2 separate regions of the Ovis aries genome follow, and region 2 is linked to region 1. Evidence: chromatin contacts called from public Hi-C data. All regions are on one chromosome and are shown on one strand. Each heading gives the region's core, a stretch centred on a gene start, on an enhancer-like site or on the middle of the called end of the contact. The rest is flanking DNA. Distances are from core to core; before and after follow the strand shown.

The links. Hi-C and Micro-C count contacts between places; a contact is called where the count stands out from the background.
Region 2: a contact with region 1 is called in a Hi-C map of liver, with 5 times the contacts expected there. The contact joins two enhancer-like sites. A contact is called at or near these places in 3 of 16 Hi-C or Micro-C datasets (hypothalamus, liver and skin fibroblasts).

Annotation. Positions count from the first base shown.
Region 1 is chr8:63,654,460-63,660,163 of ARS-UI_Ramb_v3.0, forward strand. NHSL1 (NHS like 1) reads right to left here. Exons shown (of 7, transcript XM_042253529.2): 1 at 1-5,704. Among named protein-coding and RNA genes, the nearest start is that of NHSL1, 34 kb to the right of the region's middle. Within about 2 kb of position 2,327, at least 2 of the 54 cell types and tissues checked have an H3K27ac peak or open chromatin away from gene starts, as enhancers often do. A contact at or near this core is called in liver, where this site is marked.
Region 2 is chr8:63,756,153-63,761,892 of ARS-UI_Ramb_v3.0, forward strand. No RefSeq gene overlaps it. Among named protein-coding and RNA genes, the nearest start is that of NHSL1, 68 kb to the left of the region's middle. Within about 2 kb of position 1,354, at least 33 of the 54 cell types and tissues checked have an H3K27ac peak or open chromatin away from gene starts, as enhancers often do. A contact at or near this core is called in liver, where this site is marked.

The DNA.
Region 1 (5,704 bases), core at 1,077-3,576:
CCACTCTCAAAACTCAATATGGTTTGCATGTAGTTGACCAGCAGGTGGCAGAAGAGAATAATCCATCTTCCGTAAAGCCCCAAGTAGTAGATGTGTGCGTGCTATATCACATCCAACTCAGGACACGCCAGGCTTCTCTGTCCATGGGGTTTTCCAGGCAAGAGTACTGGAGTGGGTTGCCATTTCCTTCTCCAGGGGATCTCTCTGACTCAGTGATTGAACCCTCGTCTCCTGCATCCCCTGCACTGCAAGCAGATTCTTGACCAGGAGTCATCCAGGAAGCCCTAGGCTTGGGTAAATTCAGGGATGGAGTACTTGTAGTATTCAGACACTGGTCAAAGCTTTTAGGAACAAAGAATCCTGCATAAAACTAAAAAACCTGAGGGTATTTTATAAGATGGAAACAGTCAAATATCCATTCACTTCAATAACCTGCAGGTTAAAATTCTGAAGTGTCTTTGTACTTACACAAGCCATGGCTTGTGGAGCTCAAGAAGAAATATCACAGAGGACACTGTCCAGCCTTTAGGACACCCTAGAATCCATGTCAGTGTTTCCCAAACTTGCCTGCCTATTGGCATGGCCTGCAGGATGTTTATTAAAATACAGACCCCAGGGCCCCATCCCAGACACACAGAAACCTCGCGAGAAATAGCCAGGGAAGCACCTGGGGGCTTATCAGACAAGTTTGGAGGTCACTGGCTGTGTACTAACTAACTCCCTGGAGGGGAGCTACAGGTCAGGGTGGGCAACAGCTGGCTGGGTAAGACTGATAAACCTCACTGCTCAGCACAGGGTGGGGCCCCCACAGCTGCCTAGCAAGCCTCTCCTTCAGTGGGGGACCTGCCAGACTCCTCATCCCCAACTCCTCACCTCCCTGTTTCTCCGTTTCACTGCAAAACCTCCTTCACATAACCCATCTTCCCTCTCCTGGTTCACTCCTGCCTCCTGGACCACCGTCTGCAGCATGAATGCATTTGCTACCTGGCACTTCCGATCTCTTTTTCTAGAGCCTGTTTTTCTCTCCTTCAAATGGACAAACAATAAAATGCCTCCCCCCTGCCCATGCTCTGCTCCTCAGCACAGGGTCTGTCTAGAGTCAGGATGGTCCCCTCCTCCCCCACCCCAAGCCCTCCCTCCTCCTTAGGTCCCTGTAACTTGGTGCTCATTCTCATCCTGTTAGTCCCTAACACCTCGTAAAAAGGGGAAACAGCCTGACCACGAGTCGGACCGCCCACCTCCACTGGGCCCTCATCTTTCTGCAGTGTTTCTGCACTTACATCACCCCTGTTGTTCCAAACCATCAGGTTTTCCTTTAAACCTCACTCCTTCCTACCTTCATACCCAGACTCAAAGATAACCTCCTTTTAAATAAAGCAAGAGCCAGACTTCCTTGATGGTCCAGAGGTTAATCTGCTTTGCAATGCAAGGGACACGGGTTCAATCCCTGGTCCGGGAAGATTCCACATGCCATGGGGCAACTACACTTGTTGGCCACAACTACTGCAGAGCGTGTGCTCTGCAACGAGAAGCTACTGCAATGAGAAGCCCAGGCACCACAATTAGAGTAGCCCCAGATTGCCGTAATTAGAGAAAGCTGGTGAGCAGCAACAAAGACCCAGCAGAGTCATATATAAATAATTTTAAAAATGAAATAAAGCAACAGTCAAGGTCCCTCTTCCCTCCTCCCTTTTGCCCTAAGGAGAATTCTCGCAGCTTCCAGTTTAGTTCGATCCATCTGAGCTGGTCAGTCTGGCCTCCACGTCCTGCCACGTCAGCCTTGAACCACAGCCCTCGCCACTCAGGAGCCACCACGGCTAGTCTAACCCAGACTTCTCAGTCTACTTTAGGCCCCCTAGCAGAGTCCAACCCGACCCCTTCTAGATTCATCTCAGTGCCCCTTCCCCGGCATCATTTCTGACCAATCCCCCCCAACCCAAAGCAGATATTTTGTTTATTTACACTTCCCACCAAGAACTCACAAGCACCATGAAACTGATATGGGATTTCTTAATTTGCCACAGGTAACTGAGGTCTAACCAGCCACATTGCCCCTTCTCCAGTCCACCAATGATCCAATGATGGTTCCTTGAAAAGAAAAAATGTTAAGTCTGTGGGTGTTCAGTAGAAATCTACTGAATAGATCATGTATGAAGCAAGGTTTTACCACTTTCCTGCCCTCCACCCCAAGACATGCTGGTACGGCACAGAGAGGGGAACAGAACAAATATCTGAATTCGGCAGAGACAGATTCTGTTCTTGATTTCAACACATACTTATTGACAAGTTGATCTTGGGCAAGCCTCTCTGAACCCAGCCACACACAGAAAACAAAGAATAATAATATCGCCACCTAGTGGGGTTATGAATCAAGCACATAGCACTGTAGGACACTGTCAATACATAAAGGGAAATGATTACTGTCAGGTGCATGTTTTTGAACAGAACAATTTGCAAAATATAATTAGAAAAGAATAGGTAAGAGACTATTGGTACCACTTTATCAAAAAAAACCCACAAAAATCCACTGCAGTAAAATATTACACTGTGGTTTAAGCTGCTGGGGAAAAAAAGGATAAAATTACAGAAACTTGAAGATATGAATTAACTTTGAAAGTTATCATTTGAAAATATAAGCTTTTTCCACAATCCACTCAGTTCAGTTGTTCAGTCATGTCTCACTCTTTGACCCCGTGGACTGCAGCATGCCAGACTTCCTTGTCCATCACCAACTCCCAGAGCTTGCTCAATCTCAATTACTCCATGACAGTAATTATTTCCACAATTATTCCATGACAACTGATGTATTCGCATAGCCAAAATTAAAGGTAAGTAATTAGAAACCTCAGAATATTTGCTATCCCCCCTCTCTAAAACATTAGATAAGTCAGATTATCACTTTTAAAGAATACATAGCTATTTACTAACACGCATAGTGCTGGTATTTCAATGTACCTATCAATCTAGCCTGCATGAAAGTCATTCAATAAACATAGTAGGACATAAGATTATTTTTATACACTAGTAATTGCAAAAACTATGTTGCTAAAGATCAGACTGCTGTTCTTAATCAAAAATGTCTGTGGATATATTTCAGTAGGGTGATCTTCAGTATTTTTCAAAACATAGTGAGGCATATTGAACAGGGTAGCAAGGTGCTATTTTATAGCTTTTGAAAAGAAATCCTGATAGAGCAAAATTTCTGCCTGTAGACAATAATGAACCTTTCTCTGACAGTATCACAGATGCATCATTCTATATACTAAATACCACAACCACAGGAAATCTGATGCCCACAGCCTTATAAATCAAAGCTTACTTGCTTCCTCATTCTCTATCGTGGACTCCCCTGACCATGCTCTGTCACAGCAATTCACTTCAAATTTTAAAAATAAAGATTTGTTTCATGGAGCTTTGATGAATCCCATCTGAAGGCCATTAAAACATACACATCCACTTCCACACAAACCAGAAAATCTGTAGAACTGAAAGAATCATCACGCCTTGAGGCTGGCAGTTATCCTAGCAACAGATAATTCCTGCTTCCCCTTAGGGACAGAATGAAGGCCGAGAAGTTCAGAAATTCGGCCATCGCCACCAGCCAGTCAGAGGCACTGCTGGGACTGGAACCCTGGTTTCCTCGCCCCATCCATGTTCCCCCTGCTTTAAAACCACGCCTCAGTGCTAGCTCTGAAGTTAGCAAGCCCCCTAGGTACTCTTCAAATCCACCAGTGAGTCACGTTTCCGTTTCCTCACACTGTTCCAAGTCGTCTTTGGTAGCACAGAGTTCATTCATTCACAATAATGCTAACTCACTCATACAGAGTTCCAACACACTCAGGAGTTATGAATTACACACCACCTTCAAATCAGTGAGGCCAATGGCTAACTAAATCTAAAAATAAAAATTAAAAAAAAATCTAACCCGTAGCACTTAAAATACTTCCTTTCAATCTACTGTAAAACAACAGCCTATTTAGGAGATGAAAAGTAAGTCACTGCTTTCATCAAGCAGAAGGGTTCCCCAGGCACAAACTCACGCACATTATACACATTATACTTCATGGGCCTTTTAAATATTTACTTGTTAGCAGTATTCTTCCTTTCAGGTCAAAGATTATAGTACTTAGCAACACAAAGAAAGCAGAGGGATATAGTTATGAATTAGTAAACTGCTTTGGCAAGGCTTCCATTCGTTAATTCAGTCCAACTTCAAAGGGGATTTTTAAAAGAGGTTCAGCTGTCAGAAATTAACCCTCAGTAAATTACTGAATCAAAAAGTGACTTGGCCAGTCTTTCTCAAACTGGTGTTGAGGGGGAAAAAAAAAGCTCAATTGTAGGTAGAGGAGCAAAAAGTCTCTTCCAATGCAAATAAGTTTATTTAACTCTAAGTTTTAAAAAGTTTTTTTGTTGTTGTGTTAACCACAGGACTTTCCCAGCCTTTGATATGCTAATGAATACTGGAAATTTCCAAGGATGGAATGAGAGGGGATTTCAGTTTATTTGATCACATTTATTATCTGGAAGGAGGGTGGATGGGAATAAAGCATGAGAAACACACTACCCTGGCTGCTCAGGTTCCAGGCAATAGAACCGAGAAAAAGCTTTCCTAAGACACCATGTATACTTGTTCTTTGGTAGCAGAGAATGGACTCCCATTCACAACTATTCCAGGATAAGGTGAGCATCAAATGTGGACTGGGAGAAGGAGCCCAAACAGAGCTAAATCCCTAAAAACTTAACTTCTGGTGGCCCCTGAGACTGCCAGTTCAGCTGGGCTTCTCAAATCTCTCCCTGGCTCTTGGGGGCCGGAGGGGAGGTGCCCTTTTGCCTCCTTACCTGTTCCTGCAGAATAACTTTTCCAAATAGGGTTGTACTTTCCCTGAACTTTTTGAAGTGCATGCTCTAGTCTATTTCAATGAGTTTTAACCATAGCTGAACATCAGAATCACCAAGGGAGCTTTTAACTCTACAGATATGTGGGCCCAAGGCCAAATCTACAGAATTCAACACGATTCCCAAGGAGCAGCAGCCAGAGCTGAAAAGCACTGTTTTGCTTCCCAGGAAGACAAAGCCAATAGACAAAGAATTGATCCCGCGTGGACCATGTATTGAGCACATTGACATTAATAAGGGAAAGGCTACATAGCAAGATTGTAATGAGTCCCTAGTTTACCAACAAATCACAGGTGGCTTTTCTCTTTTTTCTGGGCCACTCTCACAAACAAAAACATATTACTTGAGGGGAGTAGGTGCTTAGAACAAAGCATGCTCCCCAAAGCCCGTTCGTTCAGGTGCAGAGGGCTGTAGGTGGGTGTCTGCTGGTTCATAGGGACTAAGTCCCCACTCCCCGACCCCGCCCATGACCCTAATTTGGGACTCATTTCAATACCTGTCTTGGGTCTTTGGAAGTCACCTGAAAGAGTCAAAACCGGGAGTGTTCACTGTATTAAAGGCAAGACTGCCATATGCTACACAGCACAGGGTACACACCTCCAAGGGGGATCTTCATAAGGAGCTCAGTCACATACATGAAATCGAAAGCAATTTATCAAAATTATATTCACTTCCTTCCAAAATTATATTCACTCAGCCTTTCTTATACATATAGTCTCTAAGCAGAGTTATGTCAGAAAAGGGAACAGACATGAGAAAGAGGGAGAGAGTTAAAATTAAAGATATATAGGGACTTCCTTGACAGTCC
Region 2 (5,740 bases), core at 104-2,603, 100 kb after region 1:
AAAACCATTATGTGGTAACTTCACAACTTGGAGAAAGATGTATGACAACAAGCAATCTCACTGGTATTAAAGTACTAAAAATGAACTCTTCCAGTTGTAAGGTGGTAAAATATAGTTAACCTTCTCTAGGAAGAAGAAAAAAAAATTAAAACCAGCTATTCAAGACTGCATATGAAGTAATTCGAAGAGACACAGTATTTCATCCTGAGCTGCTGAAATCTAGGCCGTGTGTTACACCTCCCCTCCCACCCTGCAATCCATCTCCACTTTACTCTTCACGTTTAGGATTATGATCAAGTCCACCTACCAAAAGGAGAGAAACCACACAAACATCACGCTTAAAGTTTCTCTATTTTGGGCCAGAAGGAAATTCTAGTTACTTCATTCACTAGAGCTAGTTAAGCTACTGAACCGAAATGCTTGCATGAAGAGATCACTACCTAGGGACAGATACTTGATTTTCAGGGTTGGAGGAGGTCAGACAAGGACGATTGGAATTTTGAGTCTCACTACAAAGTCAAGGACCCCTGAATTACAAAGAACTGGTCGGCTAAGCGGTTAGGGGTCGGCAAGAATTAGCACCAAAAGAGAAAACCCTTAACTAAAAGCATACTTTTATTTTTAAGAGCACCGGTCAGAGAAGTGACCGGCAGCCCCAACACTCTGAGAACCTTTGAGATTTTCACAAACGGATCCTCTTGAAGTCTCGAGGATTAGAATCATCATAAATCCATACCCATCCAGTACCCTGGCTCTTCCAACAGGCTACGTTCCTCTGACCCTTTTCCCACGACCTTGGCTCCTCCTCTGCCGACAGCGCCCCAGGGGCTCCTCTCAGCCTCCTACACAGAGAGAAGGACCGGACAGACGGACAGCCCAAAGCCATCAGGGCGCCCACTCCATCGAGGCGGCCAGCAACCTTCGGAACCCGAGAGCGCCGCACGCGCCCGCCACCTGCACGGCCACCGGGTCTCAGATCACGCCATCCCCACTCGGGAGCCCGACCCTCGCGCGGGCGGCTCCGAGGCTCAGCGCGGACTCCCGAGAGCCGGCCCGGAGCCGCCAGGGGGCGAGAGGGAGCAGCCAGCCCGGCGCCTCCCCGCCTCGTTCCCTTCCCCCGAGCCTCCCTCCACTCACGGATTTTCACTCGGCGGTGGTCCAGGCGCGCGGTGGCGGCGTGCAGGGCGTCGAGGCGGCGGTGCAGCGCGGCGGTGCGGCGGCCCAGGGCAGCCGCCTGGCTCTCGAGCTCGCCGAAGATGTCCCCGGCGCAGCGCGACAGGTCGGCGAGCTGCGCTAGCAGGCAGACCAGGGCGTGCGAGCTGACCTGCTCCAGCGAGCGGAAGAGCGGCGCGTCCGCCGCCCCGGCCGCCTCGGGCCGGCGCAGCCGCGCGGGCTCCACGGTCCTCTGGTGGAAGGGCATGGCCGGGGGGGCGGCGCGGGAGCGCGGCGGTCAGTCCAGCCCCAATCTGCGCGGGGCGCGAGTCCGCATCCAACACAAAGAAAAGTCCGGGCGGCGGCGGGGCGCTGAGGGCCGGCGGAGCTCCTGCCCGCCGGGGAGCAGCGAGGCGAGCGGGCGGGACGGACCGACGGGCGGGCGGCGAAGAAGGGAGAGGCGGCCGCCCGGGGAGCCGCGGCGAAGGGCTCTGGGGGGTCCGAGTGGCGGCCGCCTGGCGCCCGGCGGCGACCTTCCAGCCGCCGGGGCTCCCGAGCCGCGCGGCCAGAGGAAGTTCGGGAGCAGCTCCCGAGCTGGGGGCGCGGCGGCGAGTTGGAGACGCGAGTCCCGCTGAAGTTTGCAGGGAGGCAGGAAAGAGCCGGCGGCTCCTTCCCTCCCTCCCGATTGGAGAGGGAGGAGGAAGCGGGGGAAGTGCCGCCGACACCGGGCAAGAGGGAGGGGAGGCGAGAGAAAGGAAAGGGGGAGGAGAAAAGGGCCGGCCCGGGGAACCACCTGCGGCTCCCGCGGCCGCCGCGCCCGGCGCCCGCGGGGAGGTGGTGGCCCCGCGCCTGGGCGCACCCTGGCCGGCCGTGCACTGTCGCCGGGTCCCGGGTCTCCGATGTCTCTGCCACACTTCCCGCCAGAGCCTCCCGGCGGCTGGACAGAGCCTTCGACCGCCCCCGGCCCAGTGCGGGGAGGGCTGGGCCCCGCGGGGGCGGAGGCGGCAAGCCCAGCTGCGGCTGCTCACCTGCGCTTCTGCCCGCGAGGCCCAGGTCAGCGCACCCCCACCCCGCGGGGACACCCCGGGGCCTCTGTGGGTCCCCAGGAGTTCTCCAGTCCCCCCAGTGGAAAGCGGCCAGGGCTTCCGGGCTGCTGTGGTGGATCTAAATGAGGACATCGTTAGATCGTCCAGTGGCTAGTGGTTTTGTAACAGACAAGGAGTGCGCACCTCCAAATTAGGGGCAGGAGGAGGACTCTAAGGACTTCTTTTTGCAGGGGGGCTTCAAGTGTTTGTTGGCAAGATGGCTCCTCCCTTGCCTCCCTCCCTTCCATCTGGAAAGGTCCTGGCTGTAAATGTGCCGAACCTGGGTTTCTTCCCCCGGGGGGGTGGGGGGGGGTGGGGGTGAGGGGTGTGTGTGTGGGTGTGTGTGTGTGTGTGTGTTGGGAAAGTGGGGAACGCAAGGGGATAAGGGGCGGATCAGAACCTAGAACCCTGAATTATGTACCTGGGAGACATTTAGTTAAATGCTACTGAGGTCATGGCCGTAGAACACCCCACTGACTCAAACCTTCTGGTTAGAAGCGTTTTCGGAGTCCAGTACCCCGAAGCCAAAACCCGGCTGGCCTCATTGCTATGTTTGCTCAGCAAAGGGATCTCGGTTCTTTGGTTTCTGCCCCCCAAGTGACCCGAATTGCCGTGCTGTTGGGCTGCAGTTTGGGAATCAGTCTCCCAGAGCGGTGCTAATTGTACTACAAAGTGGCTCCCCTTTCTCTAGAGAGATATGAGTGCAAGACCAACAGGCCTGAGAGAGCCCTCCAGATGAAAGTTAGTGAACAGAAATGGGTTTTGGTCTTTTTCCCTTGTTGTACAACTGATCATTTTTCACAATAGGGACGAATAACAATCTCATAATCACCCACTCTGACCACCTTTGTGGTGTTCTGAGGCACAAAGGAACTGCTGCTCTCCCTGAAAAAAAAAAGAAATCCTTTGAAATTTATGAAGCACTGTATAAACATCAGGTACAGTATAAAAGTGTGCGATTGCCACAAGAAATATTTGCTGAGCGCCTGTGTGTGAAGCATGGGCTAGAAATAAAAGTACCGTCAGCAAAGCTGACTCCTTCCCACCCATTAGGGTGCTCCCAGTGCAAGGGACCAGAAATAACGTGCTGAATTCACAGACCTACAATTCACCTAAGGTATACAGTTCAGTGGCTTTTTTTTTTTTTTTTTGTATATTCACAGTGTTAGAACATGAATAGATATTGGAATATTCATAGAGAAAACATGAAATGATGCTCAAAAACTAATTAGATAAAGCAATATTATTAAAACACCTTTCCCTTAAATAAATGCTTGAAAGCCAGGTCTGGCTCAAGATGCCACTATGAGAACCATGACACTGCCTGCCTCAGTGGGCCATCTCCACCCCTCTGCTGCTGACAGAACTCGCCTTGTGTACTGGTATGTCCAGCCTCTGAAATAAGTCATAATCTTTCTGTCCCATCCTGTTCTGACAGTTAGTGGTCAGGTGTGACCCAACTATAAGCCAATAAATTTTAAGGGGAAGTGGGAGGCTTCAAGAAATATTCACCTCCTTGATGAGACGAGAAAGAAAAGAAGGCTCTTTCATTCTCCCCTCTCTGGTCAAACCCTGCCTCCTGCCTTTGAATGTACTCAGATCATGATGGAATGTCTGAAACAGTGGCAGGATCTCGAGGCCATGAGAGACAGCCCTGGAGAATAAAAGCCATCATGCAAATACTGCACTTACCCCATAAGGATGACCCTGTATGCCCTTAAGTGCTTCCCAGGGGGCACTAGTGGTAAAGAACCCACCTGCCAATGCAGGAGACATAAGAGACAGGTTCGATCCCTGGGTTGGGAAGATCCCCTGGAGGAGGACTTGGCAATCCACTGCAGCATTTGTGCCTGGAGAATCCCATGGACAGAGGATCCTGGCAGCCAACTGTCCATAGAACTGCAGAGTCAGACACAACTGAAGCGACTTAACACACATATATGCACTTCAAGTAAATCCTTGTGGTCTGGGGACCAGGAACAATAGCATCACCTGTGATCTTGTTAGACCTACAGAATCTCAGGCCTCAGACTGACTGAATCTAGTTTAACAAGCTCCCCAGGTGATTCAGATGTATTTACAGTTTGAGAAGCACTAGCTAAACTCCTGTGGGGTGAATTTTCCTTTTACTTCAGTCAAATGCATAGGAATTTATGAAGAGAAAAAATAGTGGGTGATCAAGGGATTGAAGATTCTGGAGAGAATTAAGTGAGTATGGAAGGATGAGATCAAGAATACAGATGAAGTTGCCAGATGGCCTAGGTGTCCAATAAGGAGAGAGCAAAAATCATCTGTTTGGAGCGGATATAAGAAAGAGGAAATGGTGGGGAGTTTCTTAGCAACTCAACAAGTGGTGGATATAAGAATTACTGAATAAGAGCTTAGGTGAACTGGATGACTTGTGTACGAGGTACATGAATCTAACTTTCCCTGCACTCTAGAAGCCCCGAAGCAGAACACATGGTTGCAAATTAGCACAGTGAGAATTTCAGGGGGATCAAGGTCACAATTAAGATCATCATTAAAAGGTTGACTGTGGAGTATCCAGTTGATTAAAGAATGCAGTGGACAAAGTAAATAAATGGCCTGAGTTCCATGGGAGAGTTTCAAGCATGCAGTCCTGGGTTGGCCCAGGACTTCATGGAATGGGCCTGAAAAGTGGCTGCAGAGAAATATCAGGGAAAAAAAAAAAAAAAAACAGGCAAGAACATCACGATTAGAGAAGGGGGCACCAAATATGAAATCTCAGAACAATGACTTATGATTATGTGAATGGAGAAAGGAAATGTCCTTAGTAAGAAAGGCAAGCAAACTGCATCAACTATGTCTTCTTGATAATTATCCAATAGGCAAAACTTAAAATCTGTCTTTAATGGTGCACACTCAGTTGCTTGAGTCATGTCTGACTCTTTAAGACCCCATGGACTGCAACCCACCAGGCTTATCTGTCCATGGAATTTTCCAGACAAGAATACTAGAGTGGGTTGCTATTTCCTTCTCCAGGGAATCTTTCCGACCCAGGGATCAAACCCATGTCTCCTGCATCTCCTTTATTGGCAAGTGGATTCTTTACCACTGAGCCACCTGGGAAGTCCTTAAATCTTAACCAAAAAGGACTCAAACCTTAAATGATAATACATATGGGCCTTTACCTCAGGGTTTATGATAAAAATTGACACCAACTAATACAGTTTCCTAGGCTGCCATAACAACTTACAAACTGGAGGCCTTAAAACAACAGAACTTTATTGTCTCACTGTTCCAAAAGCTAGAAAGATGAAATCAAGGTGACAGTAGGGCCCTGCTCTCTCTGAACCTGTCGAGGAGAATCCTCTCTTGCCTCTTCTGGCTTCTGTATTTGCCAGCAACCTCTGGGGTCCCTTCACTTAGAGGTGGAGGCCCCGGTCCGATTGCCGCTGCCATGGCCACGTTCTCCCCATCTTGTGAGGACACCAGGCGTACAGGATTCAGGGCCCAGGGCACACCCTACTCCAGTAAGAGGG